2 separate regions of the Sus scrofa genome follow, and region 1 is linked to region 2. The links are chromatin contacts, called in public Hi-C maps. All regions are on one chromosome and are shown on one strand. Each heading gives the region's core, a stretch centred on a gene start, on an enhancer-like site or on the middle of the called end of the contact. The rest is flanking DNA. Distances are from core to core; before and after follow the strand shown.

Region 1 (4,388 bases), core at 1,317-3,816, 72 kb before region 2:
AATGGGAACAGAGTCGAGGGTCAGCCGTTCCTTCCCAGGTCTGCGACGTCACACCCTGTATGTACTTCCTCCACCTGCAAGGTCAGCTGGCTCTCAGGGCAGGAAAAAGGGCTCTACGAGGAAGCCTCCCTATGTTGGATTTGATTTCCCTCTTGCCAGAAAGGTTAAAGGTCACCCAGATGGGACCAGAAGACACAAGCAGCAGAATTACAGCTTGTCACACTCCTCTGGAGGAAGCACAGGGGGCCCGAGTCCTTCTTTATTCATCTCTTTGAATTACAGTGAGGTTGGGAAGGCAGGTGGCATAGCTCCCATTCTTCATGCCCTCACTCATTCATTCCACACACGTTTTCTGCTCCTGTGTTCTGGGCGAAGTCGTTGCCTTCAAGGGGCTGACAGTCTGCAAGGGAGACTGCCGCCCAGAGCTGGGGGCTGAATGACGTTTGCAGTGTGAGCGGGGCGTTGATAAAGTGCAGTGGGGCTCAGGGGAGGGACAGCAAGATCCCTTGGGTGGAAGGCCATCGGGGAAGGCTTATGCAGGAGGGGATAGGTGACATTCATCTGTGTTTGCTGGGTACCTGCTGTATGTAGAAGGGGAGGGACTTGGGGACGAGTAAGAAAAAATTGACAAGGTAATTCATTTCAGGTTGCAGGGAGCTATCATTTACTGCTTACCACGTGCTGACATTATTCTAAGTGCTTTACATAGATTTAATAGATTTAATCCTCCCAGCCCTTCTGTGAGGCAGGAAACCATTCATATCCCCGTTTTGGAGGTGAGGAGGTCATTTCATTTATCTACAGCTGCATGGACATCCACCCCCAAACGTAGTGGTTTAAAGCAGCCATCCTTTTCTTGCGTCTGGAGCCAGGGGATCAGGAATCGAGGCAGGGCTCAGAGGCACAGCTGGCTCCTCTCTGCTCTGCAGTGTTAGCCGGGCTTGTGGCTGTGCCTGGAAGATCCCGATGGACTTGTCCCATGACTGGAGCTTCAGGCTGCCTGTCAGCTGGGACCCTCTTGTTGTCCCTTATGGGACCCTCTCTCCAGCAGGGTGGCCGGGACTTCTTTACACAGCGGTCAGCTTCCCAGAGTGCAAACGCAGAAGCTGCAAGTGACATTGCCTCATGCCCACCCCATTCAGTTGGTCCATAAATGTCACAGAGCCAGCCCCAGTTCAAGTGTGGAAGGGAAACTGACATGGGAGGCGTGGCGAAGTCACATCACAAAGGGCACACAGGATGGAAGGAATCGCTGAGGCTGTCTTTGGAAACCATCTCATGCCGACACAGGATGTAAATAACTTGCTCACAGTCGTACAGCTAACAGTTAGACTGTGGGGGCTCAGCAGGGTAAAGGCCAGGCATGCAGGAGTGTGGGGGACGTTTTAGATAGAAGGAGGCATGTGAGCGAGGGTCCAGAGACAGGAGAACCTGGAGCATCATTGCTCTGTTTGATGGATAAAGCAGGTAGACAAGAATGAAGCCATAAAGATACAATGGAATACGACTCGGCCATAAAAAAGAATGAGATAATGTCATTGGCTGCACCATGGAGAGACCTTGAGATGATTGCACTAAGTGAAGTAAGCCAGAGACAAATATCATATGATATCTCATATGCGGAATCTAAAAAAATGATGCAAATGAACTTACATATGGAACAGAAATAGACCCACAGACAGAGAAAACAAACTTCTAATTACCAAAGGGGAAAGGGCTAGAGAGGGATAAATTAGGAGTTTGAGGGTTAACAGATACACACTACTCCATATAAAATAGACAACCCACAAGGACCTACTGTGTAGCACAGGGAACGCTGCTCAATATTTTGTACTAACCTGTAAGAGAAAATAATCTGAAATATATGTATATATGAATCACTTGCTGTACATCTGAAACGAACACAACATTGTAAATCAACTATGCTGCAATTAAAAAAAAATAGAGTTCTCTTGTAGCACAGTGGGTTAAGCACCTGGCATTAGCATTGTATCAGCCTGGTTACCGCTGTGGTGAGGGTTCGACCCCTGGCCTGGGAAGTTCCACATGCTGTGGGTGTAGGGAACAAAACATTAAAAATAATAATAAAAAAAGAAAGAATGAAGCCAAACAGGTAGACTGGGGCCAGATGGCGGCTGACCTTGAACACGAGGCTGAACTGTTCGGACATGACTCTGGAGTCAGTGGGCAGCTATGGAAACATCTCGTGCAGAGGTGACTCGATGGGGACTGTGCTTTAGGGAGACGGAGGCAGCCGTGCGAGTGCAGGATGAGGGGAGGCAGCCTGATGAGTGAGGTCTCCTGCGAGTGACGGAGGCCTGATCGGGAGAGCACACCTGGGAGCAGAGCACTGGGTCTGAAGGCAGGAAACCCCACAGGCGAGCATCTGCCCCAACTAGGCATCTCGGCATTTTACAGACGAAAAAAACTGGACAAAGGACAAGAGAAGGGTGGGGCCTGGGAGTCCAGGTCTTTGCCCCGCCTCGTCCCTTTGAGCACAAGGGGCGTGTTCACAGAGGGGACCAGAGAAGTTGGGGCTCCAGTGACTTCGCTGTGGGGCATTGGCAGCGCGTGGGTGTCAATCACACGGATTGTCCAATGGGGAGATGCCTTGGACCCACAAAACCCCGCCCTCGAGGGGGACCCGCCCTCTTTCCAGGAGCCCAGTGATGGGGAGAGAGGTGGAGAGTGAGTGGAGGCTGAAGTTGCTGAGTTGCTTTGAGGGACTTCCTGAGGAATACATTTTTTAAAAAGCAGCAGGGAAGAGCAAAGCTCTTAGTTTGAAAAGACACAAGATTTTTTTGTGTGTTTCTGAGCCTGGTTGATCTCCGGCTGCGAGGCAGCTCCCCACCCCCTCCGTGCTAGCTGCTCCTGGGATCAGTATCATTTACTCTGACACACTTCATGCAGGGAGAGCTCATTTTGGCTTCCTCCAAAATTGGACACTAAATTTAGCCCTGGCCTCAAAACGCCTGATCTTTGAGCTCAACGTGTCTGCCTTGGCCCGGCCTGCGACAGCCACTTCTTATCACCATGGACGTTGTTCCTATTTGGGTCTCGAGTTGTCTTAGAAACATGCTTTGGTATGGTCGGTCACCGCCAAGAAATGTCAGCCAGAGCCCACCCGTCTCCCCGACGTCTCGGCCCTGTCTTTGTAAAGAACGTTCTCGCGCAGGAGAAGACGTTTCCCCCTGCCTTTCTGAGAGCTGGGGCCCTTGGGCCCCCTCCAAATTCTTTGGTCTCCTTTCCATCCACGGCAAGTTCCTTCCCTGCCTTCTCGTCCCCAGCATCCCCAGGAAAGGGAGGAAGCAGGCCGTCTCTGTGCCTGGGCCCAGCTGCTGGCCATCTGGATTCAGGCCTGTTAACCTCTGACCCTCGGCCATGAGCCTTCCTCTCACCTCCTTCCATGAATCCATGTTGGGAGAAGGAGTCAAGAGTCCGGGGAAGACCCCACTCCCCCCCCCCGGGGGGGTCCTTCCTGTGCCCAAGGAACTTTCATCCCACTGAGTTCCCGGCTCTGGGCCCTGCCCCTCACTTCACTATGACCTTGGGCTGGTCACTTGACTGTCCAGCCCAGCCTGTTTGCCCGTCTCCAAAACGAAGAGCGGAATGAGTGGGCCGCTAACCTTAGGGCGCCCCCCTACTCTAAAAACACGCCATGCCTCTCTGACCATGACCCATTTTTACCAGGGGAAAAGTGTCCTTTTAGCATGAAAGAGAAGAGTGTCACGCAGTGTCCCCCAGATATCCCTGTAGAGCGACGGTCCTGAAATAGACCAGAGTTCTAGCATCCCTTGCTGAAATCCAGAGACATGCACATCCCCCACCCCACCTTGACTCAGAACGATTCTGCAAGAGGCCAAGGCCATCCGATCTCATCTGTGATCGTCCAGACGATCCACAGAGCTCTAGAGATAAAAGCTAAATTGTCTAGGGCTGTGTTTCCCGAATTGCTCGCCGTGGAGCACGGATCCAATGTGACCTTGGCCTTTTGCCAATCCGTTGTCCAGGAAGTTTGGGGAAGGCTGGGTTCCTTTACAGCAGGACTTCTCAGAGCCTTGAACTCAGAGCACCCCTGCAGACATTTGGCTTCCCCTTCAGGACAGCCTTCATCTTTGTCCTTGGGTGATTTCCATGTCACTGGTGAGCAGATGAGGCTGGGAGAGGTTCAGTGATTTGCCCAGAGTCCCACAGCTGGGCCAGCTGGGGTCTGAATCTGCAGCCGTGTCCCTAACACGAGACCATATTTCCACCCCACGTTACTGGACCTGAGTGGCTGCCTTTGTCCCTGCTGAAGCACCTTGGGAAGACCAAAGGGCAGCTTTCTGGGGACAGCAAGGAGACATGTTATGGGTATATGAAAGCCTCAGCTACAGGGGCCCTTGCTG
Region 2 (4,337 bases), core at 172-2,671:
GTACGGCCCAAGGGCTGGACAGATGCCATGGCTAGACATGCATTTAAGGACAGTCTCTTTATTATTGATTTCTCGTCGGGGCTGACATCTTTGTGACGTTGGATTCTGGTGAGCTTCCTGCCTTCTTCTTCTGATGGTCCACTGAGTTTGTTATAAAATTATGGGAAACCACGGACTTGGTGGCTGTTTGTGTTTGAAAGCTCTCTGCATGCAACACTGCATTCAGAAATGACTTCGGTGGCTGGCAAAGCTGAGACTCAGGCGTTTGAGGTGGAGTGTTTGGTCTTCTCTAAAAAGCATTTCGTTTTTGTTTTGTTTTGTTTTTGAATTCAGAAGAGGAATACCATTACATGCTATGTACAGTTAACTTGTGCTCATGTCCAGGCTGTGTTAAGAAGGACAGACTTCTTTGTGGAGCCAAGTCACAAGACACCTGGACAAGGGGCAGCTCACTGCAGCACTCAGGTGGGGGTGGGAGACCAGATGCACGAGGACAAAGGACAATACAGGGCCTGAGGTGGACTTCCCCAGGAAAGACTCTGCACTCAGCTGCCTTGGAACTTCTCTGAATTCCACCAACCCCTCCTTATCATTTCCTGCCTTGTTTTGTTTTTCGCTTTATTCATTTTTCAACTGACTGGATATTTCCTAGGCTTGCCACTTACATCACATCATAAGTATTAAAAGGCACCCATATCTAACAAGAAATAACTGCATCTTGCTGTGAATATTTTCTGAAAAGATTTTAATTTTCAGTTTTTGTAATAAATCACTTTATTCTGGTGACTTAAACTTTATTTATATACAATTATTTAACAGTTGTGTTGCAGTTGACTCGATAGTGCGGCCATTTCATTAACTCTTTATTAACTTTGATTTTTCTGGTTTCCTTTCCTTATTTTGTGTCCTTTGGCGTCCTTTCTTTTTTCCTTTAGGAAAATTAATAGGCCCTGGGGCATAAGACAGCCCTGCAGAACCTCGCCATAGCCCTTCAAGTAGGGCACTCGAATTAATGAACGAACGAACGAACGAACGAATGAGGCGAAGTCCTTCTCCCAAGTCCTCTCTCTCCAAGGCGGGTTCGCTTCTCAATGTTCTGGAATCTCAGCCCAGCCAGGAGGCCGGGTAGGGAGGCCCCTGCGCTCTCAAACTCCAAAACCGCAGCGGCGGAGGAAGCCGTCCGGCGCCCGCCGCTCAGCGGGCCGGGCAGGGTCAGCTCGGGTCCGGGGTCGCGACAGTGGCCGGAGCGCGGACTGCAGCCCGGGCCGCTGCAGGGCCGGTGCGCATGGGCAGAGCTGCACCCCGAGCCCGGCCTCCCCTCCCCCACTGCAGGTGAGCCGCAGAGCCGCGGCCCCCGCCCCCTGCAGCCCCGGGGGTGACGTCAGGCCTCTGGACCGCGCTCCGGCCCCGCCCCTGCAGGCAGCCTCCGGGGGCCCGCGACTCCGCGGTGGAAGCCGGTGCGGCTGCGGGGCACGGCGGCTGCGACAGGCAGAGGAGGCGGCGAGGCGCTCGAGAGGGCTGCCGCGGCGGCCTGACGCCAGGGCGAGGCGCGTCTAGGCGGAACACCGGCTCCTGCCGCCGCACACCTGCCCGGCAGTCCGCACAGCCGAGGCCGCTGCGGGGTCCGCACCCGCTGCCCGGAGGGATAGCTGGGCGCCCAGCCGGCCTCAGCTGTCCATCTCCGACCGAGCCAGCCAATCGCCCGCGATTGCCCCGGCCGCACCTCCCGGAATCTCTGACGGGCGTGCGTCGCAGCCTATGAGATGGGGGCCCCGGCGGCCCGGGCCGGGAGCGGGAGCCAATGAGCAACATTTCAGGTGGGTGGAGGGAGTGGAGCTCGGGGGAAGGTAGCTTCGTTCGGGTTGCTAACGTCTTCCCTTGGAGATGGGCGCTCAAACCGACCAGTGGGTCTGGGGGCGGTGGTGACGGGCGTGGAGCTGGCCCAATGAGGGTGGGAGTGGGTGGGGCAGCCCGGAGCAGCAGTGCTAAAGGAGCCCGGCGGAGGCAGCGGTGGGTTTGGGACTGAGGCGCCGGATCCGTGGTCGCGGCTGGGGACGTGCGCCGGAGCCACCATCTTCGGCTGAAGGTGAGAGGTGCGGCTGCCCGGGTCCGAGTGCGGCAGCCGGGGACCTGCGGACGGCTTGTAGGAGAGGGAAGGATCCCGGGCTGAGGGCCCGGGCCACTGTGGAGGGCAGGGACGGAGCGGCAGCCGGAGCTGGGGAAGATGGAAGGGGCTCTGGGCGGAGGGCTTGTGCTGCGGGGGCGGTAGATTCGTGCGAGGAAGGACCTTGGGGGTGACTGACGGGACCCCAGTGGGTGGAGAGACCCCTGGAGGGTCGGCGAATGAGGTCCTGGAGAGTGAGACCCATGCAGGGATCAAGGCCTGGGTGTGCGGGAAGATGACCCCTGGGGATGGAGCTCTAGAGGTGGGCATGTGCGGACCTGGTACTCGGCGTGCGGGATCCGTGGGACGTGGGGTTGGGGAGACTCGTTGCCCTCGTGGGGGTCCCGGAGGGTCCAGCGAGTCTGTGCCTGCCTCCCAGGAGGGGAGGGATCCTGGGGCGGGCTGGAAAGCGCCATCCCGGGTGGGGGTGGGGGTGGGGGCGCCGGACGGGAAGGACCCCTGGTGGGTTGCTGGGTGGGTGAGGCCGGGTCCGGCACCCCGAGTGCGGAGAGGGGCTCGCCGAGGGCTCGGAAGGCGGGCAGCGCCGGGACCTGGTGGTGGAGGGACCGGAGGGCAGGGTTGCGCACTGCCGGGGAAGCGCGCGGAGGGTGAGGGTCTGAGCTGCCTGCCGCCGGCGTGGGAAGGGTCGGGCTCCGCTGGTCCCGGGGGAGTAGGGAGGGAGGGTGGGGGCGTCTTACCAGGCGCTCCGGGGCCGGCGGGGGCCGGGAGTGGACGCCCGGCCAGGCCCGGGCGGTTTGGGGGGGCGAGGCGGGAAATGTGGCGGGGGCGCGCTGCAGCAGGGCGGCGGGGGGGAGGGTCAGCCCTCGCCTCGGGATCCCTTTATTGTGTAAGTGATCTGGGCAAGGCTCGCCGCAGAGTCGCTTCCTTGCCTCCTACAGTTGGGGGGGGTCACACCCTGATCCCGTAAAATCGGCCTGGAATGGGGTCGGAGGGAAGTTGAAGGCACAGAGTCCCGGCGTCCGCGGGGGCTTTGTGGGCCAGCGGTAGGCGGATGCGGCCCGGGGACCCGGGAGGCCCCCAGCCCGGCCTGCCTGGGAACTGGGGCCTTAGGAAGGAGGTTGGCGATTCGGCGGGTCTGGGCTCAGCTGGTGAGTTTTGGGTAACGTGGCCTCTGACTATGACCGTTATCTCTGTTCCTTGGGGCCTCTGCAGCTCCCTTGGAGATCACTGCGGTTGATGCAAGGGGGGTGGGGTGGGGTGGGGTAGGGGAAGGCAGGCGGGGTGCATCCAGACTGCACATGAAACAAAGACTGCTGTTTTCGCTGAATAATATAATACTAAATATAATACTTCAGCTTTGCTGAGATTTTGCTTTTTAATATTGAAACTGAGCATTCTTTGAGTCAGGCTTAATTATTCTGGAGAGTATCTCACTCTGGCAAACTTTAATCTATCTATTGTGTTATTTCTTTCATCAATCCGCCCTTATTAAGGGCTCTGTTAGTCGCAGTGCTTTTGATGTTTAAGTATGCCCTGGCTGTCAGGGATTCTGGAAAAGTGGCCATTTTATGCATCTCCTCACTTCTGCATCTGAAATTCCGTTCTTCCCCATCCTTATCTGGAGAAAGCATATGGTGTAATTGTGTGCTCTAGCAGCAGCTTTCGCAGCAAAGGGATGTGACCCCAGAGCTTGGCTTTTTATTTGCGCTCCTCAGGGAAATCATGTCAGCAGAGACCCGCTGGCTGGAAGGTGAGATGGAAGAAATTTTGAAGGGCACGTGGTGTGGTGAAAGGATGTAGGCTTCGGCGGCGGAGGGTGGACTTTGTTGTCCTATAGGAAGAATAGAAATGCTTGGTGCTGGCTCCGTGTTTGAGAAATAGCTAACACAGTACACAGACATTAACTGAGAGATGGCGTGGGCCATGAATCTCACTGGTGCCCTGTGGCACTTAGTTTGTGTTTCTGCTCATTTTTGTTTCAACAGAATTTTGATAAATTAACAGACTTGCAGGTCTGTGTAATATAAGTGACCTCAGTGGTCGCGTTACACAAATTGGGACAATTCTGTATAAGTTTATCTGACTTGGAGAGATGCGCTCTCATGGATATTTTATCCATCCTTCTCGTTTGGCTTTTCTTTGTAAGATATTCATCAAACTGTTCGCCTGTGTCTGTAACCTATGGTAGGTGCTGGGAGGCAGTGGGGAAGTT

Evidence for each region. Hi-C and Micro-C count contacts between places; a contact is called where the count stands out from the background.
Region 1: a Hi-C map of skeletal muscle shows a contact between it and region 2, with 9 times the contacts expected there. The contact joins the enhancer-like site here to the promoter of MYH10 in region 2. A contact is called at or near these places in 1 of 5 promoter capture datasets (fetal liver) and 3 of 47 Hi-C or Micro-C datasets (embryonic fibroblasts, heart right ventricle and skeletal muscle).

The regions. Positions count from the first base shown.
Region 1 is chr12:53,851,754-53,856,141 of Sscrofa11.1, reverse strand. No RefSeq gene overlaps it. Among named protein-coding and RNA genes, the nearest start is that of CCDC42, 30 kb to the left of the region's middle. Within about 2 kb of position 2,566, at least 21 of the 83 cell types and tissues checked have an H3K27ac peak or open chromatin away from gene starts, as enhancers often do. A contact at or near this core is called in fetal liver and skeletal muscle, where this site is marked.
Region 2 is chr12:53,778,636-53,782,972 of Sscrofa11.1, reverse strand. It overlaps MYH10 (myosin-10), which reads left to right and starts at 1,421. Exons shown (of 44, transcript XM_021067863.1): 1 at 1,421-1,817. The coding sequence starts at 1,759.